Regions from separate parts of the Anser cygnoides genome. Here region 1 is linked to region 2. Evidence: chromatin contacts called from public Hi-C data. All regions are on one chromosome and are shown on one strand. The core of a region is the stretch at or near the end of the contact, and the rest is flanking DNA. Distances in the headings are between cores, read along the strand shown. Region 1 holds the start of LOC106037927 (protein argonaute-1). Region 2 holds the start of TRAPPC3 (trafficking protein particle complex subunit 3).

Region 1 (3,501 bases), core at 227-2,726, 140 kb after region 2:
CACATCCGAGCGTGGTTTTTTTTCCCCCCTGAGCTTTCTTATCCTGACAGGTTACAGCTCCGGCGTTATTAAAGCCTAAACGCAAGGCCCGCACCACACCGAGGAGACCGTCAGCAGGGGAAGGGGCTGCACAAGGCAGGCGGGCGGCGCGGCGCTCATCCTGCTGACACAGGACAAACATTTCCTGGCCCGCAGGGTGACCCCGGCGGCGCGGTCCCGCTACAGCCCCGTGCGGGAGAAGAGCCTCGACGAAGCCGGCTTCCCACAGCCGGATTTTGGGGGAGAAAAGGGCAAACTCCCAACAAAGGGGCATCAGGGCTTCGTTCGCAGCGCAGCCCCAGTGCAGAGACATCAGCTGGGCCTGAACCCCGGCACGTCCCCATCCTCCCCAGCCCATCCGAGAGATTTCAAAGCACCTTAACAAAATTACTGAAGGCTGACAGCGCGCGTGTCGGGGCGTGAGCTGTGCTATCGGCGTTTCCCAGACGGAGCCGGGCTGCAGGGGCACCATCGCCCCGGCCACGCCGTGCCAGCCCCGCGCTGCTCGCCAAATCACGGTCTCCAGGAGGCCAACACATCGGCACCACACGCACCGCTCCGGCGGCCAAAAGGTAACGTAGGCGCGTAGGTACCTCCACGCTAGGCTTCAATTAAACGCGTTAAGAAAAAAAAAAAGGACACGGCTCGATTTTAAACACGCGGGGGTTTCGTCTCGGAACCGCAGCACGTTGCGGCGGGCACCGAAGTCGCCGGCACGCCGCCCCGCGCAAGGCCAGGCCCCCGCATCGCTCCCCTCCCGGGCTGAGATAGCCAAAATCCAGCCCCGTGGCGCAGCGGGAGCCTGCGCTGCTCACGGCTGGCACCGGAGCATCTGGCACCGCCACGGCCCCGCTGCGTGAGCCCGGGGAGCCCCGGGGGGGGGCCGCGGGGAGCTCGAGGCGGAGGCCGGGAGCCCCCGCTTGGAACCGGGGGAGACTCCGGAGCTCAGCCCCGGCCCCACAAAGCTGCAACGGGGGGAGACGGGGGGCTGAGGGACGGGGTGGGGGGCGCGCACACGCACGGTGCTGCTGCTCCGTGGGGAGCGGGCACCCCCCGGGGCTGCCCCATAGCCCCCGGGGCAAGCCCACACTGCCCCGGGGCAACCCCGCAACCCCCAGGGAAGCCCCACAACCCCCTGGGCAGCCCCACACAGCCCCCTCGCCCCCCAGCTCGCCCCCTCGCCGGCTCCCCGGTCTCGCACCCGCAGCCCCCAGGGGGGAGCGCGGACAACACCTCCCGTCCGCGGCGTCCCCCCCCCCGGCTCCGCCTCCCCACCGACCTGCTCCCGAGGGTCCCGCTTCCATCCCATCCACGCGGGGCTCCGCTCCGAGCCGGGGGCCGCGGGCAGGGCCGGGCAGAGGCCGGGGCTCGGGGCCGGGGCCGGTGCCGCACCGCCGCCGCCTCACGCCGCCACCCAGCGCGCACGCGCCGCCGCCCGGCCCCGCGCCCAACAAAGGCGGCGCCCGCCGGCCCCGCCGCCGCCGCCATTTTGGGCCGGCCCGGCCCGGCCCCACCGCCCCCCGCGGGGTGTTTGGGGGGGGGGGGGGGGGGGGGAAACACACGCGGGGAAAGGGATCGGAGACCCCCTGAAGGGACAGCGGGGGTCCCCCCACCGGGGACGGGAAGGTTGAGCTGTGCGGTGTTGGGGTGCTGGGCTATGGGGAAGGCGCTGGGATAAGTGGGGCGTGCTGATGGTTTGGTGTGTCTCGTTACCAGGATCTAAGAGGGGGTTTAAGTATGCCGTGAGCCACGCAGAGCTAGCAATTAAAATGGTATTAATGAGTTCTCTTGAGCTGGAATGGCCTGTGGCAGCTCTACAGGAGGCATGGGCCCTTGGTGGCTCCGTGGTCACAGCCAGGCACGAAGCACTCGCTGCTCCTGCATGGGTTTTTCATCTCTGGTCTCATTACATCATGACAAACATCAGCTGCCCCTGCTCAGCTCCAGGGGCAGGAGCCCTCCGTCTTCATCCCCTCCTCAGGACAAAACTGGGCTACGCAGCTGTCCTCTGCGGCCAGCCTCTTCTGCGAGAACAGAATTTAACAGAAAATGGAACAGGTGGACAGGGGCTGAAACCTCCAACCTCAAGGAATTTCACAGGACCCACAGGCCAAACGTGCTCCGCAGGAAGGCACCGCAGCTGTCCGATGCTTCACAGCACTGTCCTTAGGCCGTCTAATAGAGTACACAATTAAGGAATAAATTCCTTAGTAGTTGAGGTCCTGCAGTGCTAGGGCAGTCATTAGCTCCTTGTGGGTTTATGGCGAGATGCCTTTGGCAGGGGAGGTTTTTCTTTTTTAAAGATTCATTTCTTGTTGCTGGATTGAAGAATAAAGAACAGGAGGGTGTGTTCGTTTCTTAGCAGTTTTTATTTTAAAGGATGCTCTGGTCTGAGCCTTGCTGGCAAACCAACAACAGTGGTGGCGTTACACTAGCAAGTGATCTATTCACAGCCCCCTTTCTTGGTCCTGCTCTACCTAAGAACAAGTGAAATTATAGAGACAAGAACAACCCATTTTAAACGATATATGTTAGACTTACTCTCCCTAAATGGCATACAAGAGTGAAAACACTGATTGTGTGGCATGACTTTATAGTAATGTATGAAACCTCAGTAGCATTGTTTCAAGACAATGCAAAACGTGATCTTTTTTTAATCCTAGTTTTAATTGTATGAGGTAATGGAAGAAAGCCGCAAAAATTCAAAGTATTAAAAAGAAGTGTTTTCACTTCTTACTAACAGGACCAAGCAAGGGGAACTCCTGCTGTCACGAACAGGAGCTGCTCACATCCACAATTCATGTGATGGGAGCAGAACTTAGTGTGCGGTTGCTTTTTGCGCATGTCTGCATGCTGAAACCCGGCTGGCCGCTGGGGCTGAACATGGCAAAGCGTGAGCCTGGAAGCCTGCAACACCTAGCGTTCACAACCAGCAGCGGCTGCTGAAAAACGTGTATCGTCCCACAGCAGGGTGCTGCTTACCTGCATCAGATAGGCATTTCCTTCAAAAACACCATAGTCACAGCCATTGACTCACCCATCTGCCTTGCCTGTACAGCCAACGCTCCTGCAGAGTTCCATAAAAGCACCTGAATTCAAAATGAAGCCAGTTACCGCTACAATTCGGGAGCCATCTGTCAAACCCTGCATTTACAAATCCAGCCTGCCGAGTTGGGAATCCAGTGACCCTGCAGCGGAGAACACAAGGTAGAGTTCGCACACTGTGATTCACACCAAAACTTACAGAATACCTGAGCAGAATTTACACCAAGGCATGGCATAAATCAAACCACCACTAGTTAAGGCATCTTACTGACCAGCTGAGTCGGTTGGTGGTCAAGAAAGACCTGAGGAACCCTGGAACGAGGTCATCGCCCCTCTCTGTTTCCTCTTCCTTCGGCATTGCTGCAGTCAGTTCAGCCTCTCTGGGCACAGAGGTGCCTCTCTGAGCCCTGCACCCTG
Region 2 (3,273 bases), core at 40-2,539:
TCACCCCCACGCACCCCGTGGCAGGGGCAGCCCCGCAGCAGGAACAGGCACAGCCGGCCCCGGGAGGGCCCTGCTGCAGCCCAGGGCTGTGCGGCACGGCTCCATGCTCAGGGGCACCGCTTGCCCCACTTCTGCTCCTGCCCCCAGCTGCTGGGCCTGGGTGCTCCCAGCAGGGCCACGAAGGGAAGCAGCCGTGCTCTGGGGGGCAGAAGCCAGAGCAGAAATATTGAGAAGTCTCTGACCCAGCTGCTGCTGCCAGGTTCCTCTTGGCCAAGAAAATAGGGTGGTTCCCATAAAATCCCACTGCTCCCCCACCTCCAGCAGCTCTGGACAGCCATGCTCTTCCACGGGGCTTAGCCTCCATGGACGTGCATCTGGATGGAAGGAGATAAATAAGTAGCTGCAGTAGTCTGATAATGATTGTTTCCAATAGTTTGCAGCCCAGGGCACGCGGGTCCCTGCAGCATTGTGCTCGCATGTCCCCAGGGACGAGGCTGCCACGGTGCCAGCGCTGTGCAGCCCCCCTGTGTGCCCCCAGCCGGCTCAGCACGGCGGGGACACAGCACGGTGATGTTTGCTCTGCAGCTTTCCTGTGCCACCGCTCCCACAGGACGAACCGGGAGGTGGTGGCCGAGGTTTAGCTCGGCACCAGGCAGCCCCTGCCCGTGGTTCGCAATGGGGTTGCCATTTGGGTTGCCCTTTCCATCAGCTCCGTGCCCGGGCAGCGCACGAAGCCTCTGCTCCTGGAGGAAAAAGACCAAGGGAACGTGTGTATGGGGAAAAACCAGACAAACCAGGGAATGCATATCCGGGGAGTTAGACCACGTGCAATGCGTATTTCACTGATTTTGGCTCACTTTGGGCCGGGGAAGCCCCAAAAGCTGAGCACACCCGCGGCAATCGCCTACCAAAGGCGGTAAATTCCCTCCTGGGGGAGGCACACAGCCCAGGGCAGGGACCTCACGGTGCAGGAGGGGTTGGGCACGGAGCCGCAGCACCTCCACCTCGCCGTGTCCCCACCACCCTACGCACAAGTCATTATTCTGCGTTTAATGACTGTAATTAAGCCCCGCGTGGGCGCCCCCAAGCGGCGCGCAGCACCCTCCCTCCCATCCGCCCCCAGCGCCTGCCGGGAGCGGAGTCACCTGACCCGCGCTGCACACCGGGACTTGTAGTCTTCTCACCGTCACGTGACGCATCGGGCATGCCGGGAAGCCCCCCCTTCCCCACCCCTCACCTCCGTGCGCGCAGCGCTCCCGCGTTGCACTGCGGGACTTGTAGTTCCGCGCGCGGCCCTCAGCGCGGACGGAGGCGCGGCGCGGACTACGAATCCCGTGGTGCTTTGCGGGGCGGCCGGGCGAGGCAGCGGGCCGGGCAGGGCCGGGCCGGGCCGAGCCGTGCAGGATGTCGCGCCAGGCCGGCCGCGGCACCGAGAGCAAGAAAATGGTAACGGCGGGGCCCGGCCGGCCGCGGGGCCGTGTGGGGGCCCGGCAGCTCCAATACTGCCGCCTCCGCCGCCCGGGGCCGCGCTGTGAGCGGGGCTGGGGCAATTAGGGCACGGGCAGTAATTAGCTTGGGGGCAGCAATTAGCTCGGGGGCAGAACAGTTTGGTTAATTGGCCGTGCAGTGCTGCCGTCTGGGGCCTTGCTGCTCGGTACGGGTGCTGAAAGGTGTGGGGAGCTGGGGTCGGCCTCTTCTCACAGGTAACCAGGGATAGGACCAGAGGGAACGGCCTCAGGTTGTGCCAGGGGAGGCTCAGGCTGGAAATGAGGAGACATTTCTCCTCAGAGAGAGCGGTCAGGCGTTGGGACGGGTTGCCCAGGGAGGTGGTGGAGTCCCCGTCCCTGGGGGTGTTCAAGGAGAGGTTGGACGTGGGGCTTGGGGACATGGTTAGTGGTGGGGGGGGTGGTTGGACCAGGTGATCCTGAAAGTCTTTTCCAACCCTCGCGATCCTGTGTTTCTGTATTCAACAGCAAGTATTAAACCTGTTCTTTCCCCGCTCTTTGCATGTTCTCCCTCAAGGGTGTCAGTGGCAGCCCCCAGGTGGGTGCTGAGCAGCTGGTCCTGCCCATCCCCACCATGCCAGCGCTCTCCAGGGGGCAGCGGTTTGTATTTAAGGAACTCGTGCTCTTTCTTTAGGATTCTGGCACTTCTGTAGCCATGGAACCTTTATAAACTGCTCAGACTGCTTACTGACCTGCAATGTAAAAAATGTAAATAAGGCAAAGGTCTCAGGCGCTTTAATTCCACCAGATTGACTGGAGAGTTAGTTGCAAGTAAGAATTTAGAAATTTTCCGTATTACAACACTTGAAAGTTTCCTAAATTGCAGCACTAACACGGGGGGGCTGACAGCAATGGCTTTGTGGCTTTGTGCAGTAACTGACAACAGCTGGGGCTGGTAACAGCTGGATCTCTCCCTCCACTCACCCCTACTCTCTCCAGCTGCCAAGCCCCATCCTTACTAAAATGACTTATATCCTTCAAATAAGGTGCCCTTCTTTGCATGCTTGTTAAATTTCTCTGCTAAATATCTGACTCTTCCAGCTGAGTTAAAGGAGGCTTCCACCTTGTCATTCCTGAGTAACGTGAACTTAAGCAATCTTTTCAAGATGAAGGCTGAATTGTAAGTAAAAACCAAACAACAAAAAAAATGAACGTTTCAATTCTTTAGATCTAAAATTAAGCACAAATAGCCGGAGCCCGACTGGTTCTTTTTGGGTGCTTAAAGTCTTTTGGTAGCTGATTGCTGCTGAGCTCATGAAGCAGTGACAAGATGGAATTCCCGGTCTCTTCTAACAAACCCAGTTTCTCTTTGTTGACTGTTGCAGTTTGGGAGTGATTCCCCCTCCTGTTTGTCTCTGTGTGAACTTGTTCGGAATGAAGTGGGATCAGTGTTGTCACTTAACTCTGATGTTGTCTCTTTTCCCTTCCTTTCTGCCTGCCTGCTGCTTTCATTCTGTAGTATTGGTATTTGCCATTCATTTCACCTTCTGCATCTATGCATCTCATGGTAGGTGAGAGGCTTTTACTCCGAGCTTAGACTTTCTGTACTGTTTCTGATTGCTAAAACCGAAAGCAGAAATAACAGCTGAAAGACGATGGCTTATTTGCTCCTGAACGCTCGTTTTGGGCTCTGTGAAAAGCTAAAGCCTGTTGTAGCCTTTGTTTTGCAGCCGTGTAACCGCTGGTCTGGCTTAGTGGCGCCCGAGAAAGTGAGAAAATTTGCGGTGACACGCAGGAGCTGTGGTGGTGGCGGCCGCAAGAGGAGACA

The links. A called contact is a pair of places that touch in the nucleus more often than the background predicts.
Region 1: a Hi-C map of liver shows a contact between it and region 2, with 2.0 times the contacts expected there. The contact joins the promoter of LOC106037927 here to the promoter of TRAPPC3 in region 2. A contact is called at or near these places in 2 of 7 Hi-C or Micro-C datasets (both in liver).

The regions. Positions count from the first base shown.
Region 1 is chr24:5,395,116-5,398,616 of Taihu_goose_T2T_genome, forward strand. It overlaps LOC106037927 (protein argonaute-1), which reads right to left and starts at 1,477. Exons shown (of 19, transcript XM_048052695.2): 1 at 1,319-1,477. The coding sequence starts at 1,343.
Region 2 is chr24:5,254,532-5,257,804 of Taihu_goose_T2T_genome, forward strand. It overlaps TRAPPC3 (trafficking protein particle complex subunit 3), which reads left to right and starts at 1,290. Exons shown (of 5, transcript XM_048052729.2): 1 at 1,290-1,446. The coding sequence starts at 1,405.